2 separate regions of the Zea mays genome follow, and region 1 is linked to region 2. The links are chromatin contacts, called in public Hi-C maps. All regions are on one chromosome and are shown on one strand. Each heading gives the region's core, a stretch centred on a gene start, on an enhancer-like site or on the middle of the called end of the contact. The rest is flanking DNA. Distances are from core to core; before and after follow the strand shown.

What was found. Hi-C and Micro-C count contacts between places; a contact is called where the count stands out from the background.
Region 1: a contact with region 2 is called in a Hi-C map of leaf, with 2.6 times the contacts expected there. The contact joins the enhancer-like site here to the promoter of LOC100275352 in region 2. A contact is called at or near these places in 3 of 25 Hi-C or Micro-C datasets (ear, leaf and tassel).

Annotation. Positions count from the first base shown.
Region 1 is chr9:101,970,138-101,975,038 of Zm-B73-REFERENCE-NAM-5.0, reverse strand. No RefSeq gene overlaps it. Among protein-coding and RNA genes, the nearest start is that of MIR171n, 3.0 kb to the left of the region's middle. Within about 2 kb of position 3,583, at least 1 of the 20 cell types and tissues checked has an H3K27ac peak or open chromatin away from gene starts, as enhancers often do. A contact at or near this core is called in leaf, where this site is marked.
Region 2 is chr9:101,742,586-101,746,834 of Zm-B73-REFERENCE-NAM-5.0, reverse strand. LOC100275352 reads left to right here and starts at 1,569. Exons shown (of 1, transcript NM_001149447.2): 1 at 1,569-2,480. The coding sequence starts at 1,794. The coding sequence ends at 2,120.

The DNA.
Region 1 (4,901 bases), core at 2,334-4,833, 230 kb before region 2:
GGTACAGGTCCACACTCGGCAAATCCATGTTTGCCGAGTGTCAAACACTCGGCAAATGGGGCTCTCGGCAAAGGGCCGTCAGCGGCCGTCCCAAAGCTGACGGCCGTCAGTCTTTGCCGAGCGCCAACGGTTGGCACTCGGCAAAGATTCTTCTTTGCCGAGTGTCGCCCAGTTGACGCTCGGCAAAGAACTCTTTGCCGAGTGCCATCCCTAGACACTCGGCAAAGTATATTTTTATTTCTTTTATTTTGTCTCCCAAACTTTTTGTGGTATGTTCCTACACTATGTAGACCTACATGTATCATTTGTGGACAATTTTAACAGAGTTTCAATCGTTAGTAGATTTAGTTCGTTTATTTGAATTTCTTCGGAAAATTTAGATTTGAACTGCAGGTCACTCGAAACTTGGAAAACCGTGCATGAAAAAATGATATTCATGTTACTTAGCATAAGTTACGACCGATTCCAGGAGCGGACCAAAAACTTCGAGCAACATGCTCACTAAACATGGTCGTGAACTTGTCATCAACATGTTTAAAACTTGTATAAAACACAAACAAAGTCAGAAAATCTTGAAACTTGTCCACGTGTCATGATATCATATGTACAGGCTGCGATAAAAAATTGAAAAAATTTCGAGAAAACTATGAGGCGCTACGTGTACAAACCTAATAGATCCACATTGAAACTCTATGATTTCATGTGTAGTTCTCTTAGGTTTCTACACATAGTGTCTCACAACTTTGTCCAAACATTCTCAATTTTTTATCACAACCTGTACATATGATATCATGACACGTGGACAAGTTTCATGATTTTCTGACTTTGTTTGTGTTTTATACAATTTTTAAACATGTGGATGGCAAGTTCACGGCCATGTTTAGTGAGCATGTTGCTCGAAGTTTTCGGTCCGCTCATGGAATCGGTCTAAACTTATGCTAAGTAACATGAATATCATTTTTTTCATGCACGGTTTTCCAAGTTTCGAGTGACCTGCAGTTCAAATTTGAATTTTCCGAAGAAATTCAAATAAACAAACTAAATCTACTAGCTATTTCAAACTCTGTTAAAATTGTCCACAAATGATACATGTAGATCTACATAGTGTAGGAACATACCACAAAAAGTTTGGGAGACAAAATAAAAAAAATACAAATATACTTTGCCGAGTGTCTAGGGATGGCACTCGGCAAAGCCGCCTTTGCCGAGTGCTAGATGTGTGGCACTCGGCAAAGAGGTAGTAAAGAACCTTTGCCGAGTGCCGCAACGGGGGACACTCGGCAAAGAACTCTTTGCCGAGTGCCGCTGATCTGGCACTCGGCAAAGAATATTTTATAATTTTAAAAAAATCTTTGCCGAGTGCCGGATCACGGGCACTCGGCAAAGAAACTAACTTTAACCGGCCGCGCGGCCGGCTTTCTTCTTCCTTCTGCTTTGCTTCTTCTTTCTTCTTCCTTCCCGCGCCTCACCGCCGCCCGCCTTCCCACGCCTCACCGCCGGCCGCCTCACCGCCGGCCGCCTCACCGCCGCCGGCCTCCCCACGCCTCACCGCCGGCCGCGCCCGGCCGCCCGCGCCCCACCGCCGCCGTTCGCCCGCCTCACCGCCGCCCGCGCCCCACCGCCGCCGTTCGCCCGCCTCACCGCCGCCCGCGCCCCACCGTCCGCCCGCCCACGCGCCGTCGTCCGCCCGCTCGCCTCCGGTACGTAAGTTTATCACATGTTTATTAGACTTGTAATGCCACACATTACATGTTTCCTAAGTCATTGTGACAGTGCATTTGTTAGACTTGTAATGCCACACATCACATGTTTAATGTGTTGTACCTAAGTTTATCCAATACGCTATCGCTACAAACCCACTCATGAACTCTAGACATAGAGTCCCTGATTTAGGGTACTAATGCCCTAGTGGGTCTAGGAAAATAATTCTGTCTTGTGGATAGAATTACACTTAGTAGCAATAAGTCTATTGTTTATAGGAGAGAGCTTGGGCCCCAAGGGTTTGAGGCCCGATGTTTCATATTAGGCGATGCCAGGGACCTTAGGCACCAGGAGCCAACAGAGGGCCCCAAGCGACTAAGTTTTAGTCACTCTATTTTATTTCATTTTAGTCTCTAAATTCACAAATATGAAAACCAAAATAGAATTTATTTTCTATAATTAGTAATATAGGTACTAAAGTGGAATAAAATTGAGTGACTAAAAATTAGTCCCTATAAACCAAAATCCCCGTAGTATACACAGTTTCTTGCTTGATTCTTCTAACCTATCCACAAAATATGATAGATACGTCTCTTGTCAAAAATTTCGAGATAGGGTTTCTTTTGGTTTAGTTTTTTACTTTGGAAGAGTTTTTCGTTGTTGAATTTTTTGCCATTTCGTCCATGGTTTCATTAATACTACCTTCAATTAATTATATATAGATTGTTTTAAGAGGTATTAATTTATTTTACTTTGACGAAGTTTATAGGGAAAATACCAGCATATGCACATCAAAATATCTGTGTTTTGATTTTGAACGGAGGAAGTAGTACTGAACCTGTGTTCATCAAATTTCTAAGTAATATACCAGCACAGATTCTTTATGTTTTGTACACATGTTAGCATTACCGACTAGGTATTATCTATATTGATTTCCATATTAGACAAAACCTATATCACAATTTCATGAACTTTATTATAGAAATACAGATATGCATGGGACACTTTGGTATACTATCTAGTTGCATATGCCGCCCCTTGATTGATACAAATAAAAACAATTGCCACAGTAAGCTGAGATATCAATATTAGTGGAAGTGTCGCCTGTGATTCTTGTGCTCCTGACTCGAATTAAACCAAGATTGATGCTTTATCGATGTTGCTGGAATAAGAATAAAGTTTTTTTGCCGTTAATCTTTGCTTACTATTATTTGTCTTTCTTTTGGATTTATATATATATTAATTTAATGGAGTGTTAGCTTACTCTCCTTTATATATGCCACTATACTGGAGAAGGGATACCGTCTCGCTCCGGCGTGCATGCAGTGACATACAATGATCTATTCTTAAGAGGGCCTTCAACAATACTACATCTCTTCTCAAATATTTGTACTCCACTAGTTTATTTTTGAAATAAACCGCAATAAATAAAAAAAGAACGAATGGAGCAGTAACTAGTTTTCTTTTTGTTGGGGTTTATTATTAATATGTTGCATAAAATATGAAATGTTGGAATCAAATATAGTTACAATCTGTGCAGATGCTTGACTTGATTTGCAAAAAAATAATAATAATAACTTGTTTCGTGTGAGTCGTGTTCTAGTTTTTTTCTACAGGACTAAAAAGATGGAAAACAACTTATTTTTTTAGTGCTAACAGCTAATCTAAAATATCGTTATCTCGTTTTTGTCGAATTTATCTGTCACCTTCCTGGAGATAATGATGAAGACTATTACCTTGCAATAATTGCATTTTTTTCTGAATTGTTTTATAATAAAAGAGTGCCTGCTTTTTAATGTAAATCTTGGCCTCTGTTGTGCCCTTATTTCTTATTTATTCTTATTTATCATTTTTTTCTGGTGCTGGTTGTTTCTTCCGTATTCAAGGAACATAGGAAGAGTTATCATTAATGAAAAAGATGTTTGCAGGCCCGATGCATGATTACTTTCCAGTGTTGTATGGAGCATATATCATTTTCTCCATCAAGTTGTTTTCAAGCAGGACCCTATTTTATAGGGCTTTTCTCCATCATCGACTTTTGGTGAAGCTCTATCAAATGATTAAAAAGAAAACGGCTTCACCTAAAAAGCACCAAAACAGCTTACACTGCTAGCTAGTAAGAGGGGCGAGTGGCTTCTCAAGCTAAACCCTCCTCCAAAAACCATGCAATAATGCCCTAAAAAACTATCCATATTTTGTCAAACCTTTTCCTAAATACCTTCAACTCTACCAAAAAGATCTCATTAACTAGAGAAACTAGAGCCCAGCAAAGCCAAGGCTAGAATATATCGGTTGGTCTAAAGTATGACGACTTCAAGAATATCTTTAGCTGTGTGCAGACCACACTTATGCGACCCTGATATGGCGAAACAAGATGAATATGTTTATTTGAGTGGTGACACACAAGAAGCAAAAGTCGATGAACATGAGCATATACTTCATATTACGACATATTTTTATACTCCCTCCGTCTCACAAAGGATGTCGTTTGACTTTCTTGAGGCCAACTTTGATCAGTTTGTCTTATTCAAAATATTTGTAAAAATATAGAAAACTTTAGTTTATTGTTAAAGTAAATGGTATGATAAACTAAACCGTAATGAAAATAAATGATAATTATGAATTTTTTTGAATAAAATGAGCAGGTCAAACCTAATGTTAGAAAAGTCAAACGACATTCTTTTAGAGACAGAGGGAGTATAACTTATAACTTCAATGCATGCCAACAAAAATGGCCCTCATCTATTCTAGTTCATTCACCTTTCTCTGGTCACATGAGTATTGGCTATAGGGTTTGGGAGATCTCTCTAGACAACACCTATATGGTCCTTCCTATTAGAGCTACTTCCTTCCAAGTGAAGAACCATGATGCAAACAACAAGGCCCATAACGATTTGTTCTCATTCTCGCTTTCTGAGTTTGATCGAGTTGGATATCTTGGTACTACTCACAAGATCTGTCTACCCTAGAGAAATTCAATGAGGGTAACAATCATATCAAGATCAAGCTCTTTGAGATGTACTAGTGAGAGTACGAGAACTTTGTTTATTTTCTCAGGAAGTCTACTGTTTTCATGGTTTCACGCTTCTAGATGATCTTGAACAAGATGCACAAACAAGGTAGCTACCCTATTATAATCATGAGATATATCTCAAGTTGCTTAACACCCTAGATCAAAAGGTTTGGGAGGTGAAGGTCTC
Region 2 (4,249 bases), core at 320-2,819:
TGCAAATAAAATCTTTAGATTTGGGGAAAAAATTGTAGGCAAATTATGACCAATAGAATTGCCTCTGATTTTCTGCATCATCCCGATGCCTAGATGACCAAGTCAATCATGCCAAATCTGGAATGGATCAACATTTTGGAAAATCACCTTATATGCAACATGTGCAATGGACTTAATGTATATATAGTACAACCGAGACGTGAATAATGGAATTTTCTCGCATATGTGTTTGCCATATTTGTTCGGCTTGGTCCAGAAGAAAAAACTATTCTTGATTTTCATCATGGGTTTCAATATGAAATCCATTCTACAGGATATCTCTAAAACTTAGGAGGGTACAAGTGTAATCAGGATACAATAATGCATCATCGATAACAATTCCAGTACCCATGGGGAGGGTAATAGTTGCTCGTCCAGAGCCAACTATCACCGCATCGTGTCCAGCGATGGTCAAAACTTTTTCATCTCTCTTTTTAAGAGTCTGAAAGTATTTGATCTCCCTAAATATAGAGTTTGTGGTACAACTGTCCACAAAGCATAATTCCTCCCCAGTCGAGTTGACATCATTATGCATCTCTCCTATCGATTTGGAGGCCGCTGCCTCCGTTCTTGTCATAAACAGTGAGTGTTATTCTACTTCTCCCTCTGTTCTCGCGAGCTCGTGCTAATAACATATTAGAGTTCAGTGGTAACGAGAGTAAGAAGTGACAGAGATAATGACAGTTATGTTTATTGCAGGGAACATCCTGATATATATATATATATATATATATATATATATATATATATATATATATATATATATATATATATATATATATATATATATATATATATATATATATATATATATATATAAGTGACAGGAGTCATCCCTAAGAGGTGTGTTCCTTAGAGATGAGTTCGTCGAGCCCATTGAATTGGTCACCATATCTTGTAACGTGTTATTTTGTAACATTTGCTACGGAGGAAGAAGACCAACAGCCGGCCGGGTGTCGCTGTCGTCGGCCGTGTAGATAGATGTCTAATTTGGTAAATGGAATGCTGAGGCACCGTGTCTGGTCTGGTACGTGAGCTATAATAGTGACCCAGCAGTCCACGCCACAACCCACGACCAAACAAACTGATCGACCGAGTTCGTCAACCTCTCTCTGTCTGTCTGCGCTGCATGTCACGTCCGCGTCGTCCTCCACTCTCGGGAGCGCGGAATTTCTCCATCGCGGTTCTAACTTCCACGCGCGAGCTTCCAACCGCGCGGCCCACCTCACCTGGCGGGTAGAGCGAGTGCGTGCCGCCTGCGCGGGCACGGCGACCGCTCGTACACACACGCCGCCCCCGTGTGTCGTTTCCACGACGCTTCCCTTCCTAGCTAGCTAGCTCCCTCCTCTGCCGCCGGTCATCAGATGAGATCACCGGCCCGGCGGGCTGCTGGTCTACTGCCGGTTTCCAACGACGCCACCGGTGACCGGCCGGGCGTTCGGTCAATGGTGGCCGGCAGGAGCCCAAGGACCCTCTCTACGCTACTGAGCTGTGGCTATATAAACCCCGAGAACGCCACGGCTCGGGGTGGGTGCAAACCAGGCGCATATATACATAGTCGTCGATTGTCTGCACTACCTAGCTACCTGGCAACATAAACACGCACGTGTGTCAGTGTGTGTGCTAGTGCTAGCTAGGCTCCTGCTAGCAGTGTCGTCAGAGTGCAGCTAGCGCAGAGAGAGACGGGTACGTAGCGTAGCGTTCCTCGACGACGACTGGTCGGTCGAGACTGCGCGCGCGCCACGGCCAGCAGAATGGCGACCAAGCTCATCATCATCGGCAGCGCGCGGGCGCCGGCGGCTGGAGTCGTCGTCGGCCTTCTGCTCTTGACGACGTGCCTGTTGCTCGCGGCGACCGTCTCGAGTGCCAGCAGGCCGCTGAAGGTATCGTCAGAGGGCGATGATGGTGGTGCGCAGCAGCATACGGTGGAGGAGTCGCCGCCGGTGGGTTACATCCAGACGGTGGTGGTGGTCAGGGCCGCGGAGCAGGACGGCGGTGCTGCAGCAGGCCACAGGTTGATGAGCGTCGACATGCTCGGCGGGATCAAGAACTCCGGCCCGAGCCCCGGCGACGGCCACTAGGCGCGCCATCCCGTACACGCCGGCCGGCCGGCCCGGAGTAAGTGACAGGGCCGGCGATCCCTGTCACCCTGTCACCCTGTGTGCTGGTTTCAGATTTCAGAACACACGGGAGGGAGCTAGTAGGCTTTAGATTAATGTCGATCGTCGGCAGTTCGGCACGACGGGCTCTTCTTTTTGTTCTTTACTAAGGTTTCGGTAGTGCTGTCTTATGCATGCATGGCAAAGTAATACAGTAGCTGGTAGAATTATTGCAATGTAATATGAAAAGTAAATATATACGTTGTATTGTATGAAACTGAACCCATGTACATAAGCTTAATCATTTCTTACTCATATGCTCAATGCAACTCAACTATAGTAGTGGCGTACGGATTTGAGATGCAGCACCACCATACGGAACTCCACATTCCAAGGTAACGTAACGTAACGTCGGTGAGGACTTTATGGTCACCCCAAGAGTTGGAAAGAAGACCCAACGGTTGGGCAACGGGTCAGAGATCAGTAAGTACTTCAGTAGTCGACGAGCTGGCGCAGCACGCCACAGAACGATTTTGACCAAATCCTCGCGTGCTTTGACCTAGGCATTCGTACGTCCTATCGTATCGTACTCGTACCTGCGTGCGTGGCCTTTCATGCTGTTCTTTCTAAGGTTCCGGGGTCTTTTTTTTTTTTGCAAAGTTTTACCGAAGATTACACCAACTCCCAGCAGATAAGCGCAACCAAAATTAGAGCTTAAGTCCTATGTTAACTTATGACAACTTTTCTTTGGAAAGGGAATAGTCCAGAATTTTGCAGTGGGGGTCATTGCTTGATTAACTGGGCCACAACTTGTCTGCCAAAGAATAGAGGGGTCTAGGAATTCTAGACCTGGAGTGTTTTGCAAGAGCGCTAAGACTAAGATGGTTGTGGCTACGGTGGACGGTTAAAGAAAAGGCATGGGCTGGCATGCCATTACCATGCGACAAGGTGGATGTAGATCTTTTCAATGCTTCAACAATTGTGACTATTGGTAATGGGAAGATGGCGGATTTTTGGGGTTCCAGTTGGATTGAAGGGCAGGCTCCAAAGAATATGGCACCAAATCTATACAAGAAAGCAAGAAGGAAAAACATCACGGTGTTCAAGGCTCTTCGAAATAATTACTGGATTCGTTTCTGCGCGCCGTTCACTCGGGAGGAGGAAGTGAGAGAATTTGTCTCACTTTGGCTTTCAATCAGCAGCACACACAACCTCAATGATCTCGATGACACCATTTTTTGGAGATGGTCGGCAGATGGGAACTACAGTTCAAGTAGTGCCTACAAAATTCAATTCGCAACAAACTTCTGTAAAATTAAAATCAATCCCATTTGGAAAGCAAAAACTGAACCAAAGTGTCGTTTCTTTGCTTGGACTTTGTTGCACAACAAAATCTTAACTGCTGACAATTTGCAAAAAAGGGGATGGCCCTGTAATCATAATTGTTCTCTTTGTTCTTTGTCTCTGGAGACAGTGACTCATCTTTGTAAGGATTGCCCCTTCGCTGTGGAAGTGTGGAGCATGATTTTGTCTTGGGCTGAGCTGCGGTTCCTTTTCGGTATTTCAAAGACGGGAACGCTTAGTGAATGGTGGTATAGACTGAGGATGCTCTGTAGCAAGCATTCAAGAAAAAGTTTCGATGGTCTTCTAATTTATTTCTGGTGGAGCTTATGGGTGGAGAGAAACAACAGAATCTTCAAGGGTCAACAGAGAACGACAGAGCAAGTTGTGCAGATGGTGAAAGATTTTGTGAGTAGAGGTATGGCCTGCTAGTAGTGTCCGGGGGTCTGGGCAGGGGGTTAGTTTTTTCCCCCCTTTTCTGGTGCCAGTGTCATAGCTAGGTCTTGCTTGGCTAGTTGTTTTTTGTGGTGGCGCCAGCTTTGATGCCAGTATTTGTACAATGTTTACTCTTTTCGTCTAATATATTGGAAGGGCAATTCTTGTGCCTTTCCCTTTCAAAAAAAAAAACTTATGACAACTGACAAAAGCACGCTAACGAATATAGCTCACAAGTTTGATGACAACGTAACATAAAGATAAATATATAACATACGAAAAACGCCATTATAAAAACAATATATTAATTCTTCTTCATCAATCAACCTAATACA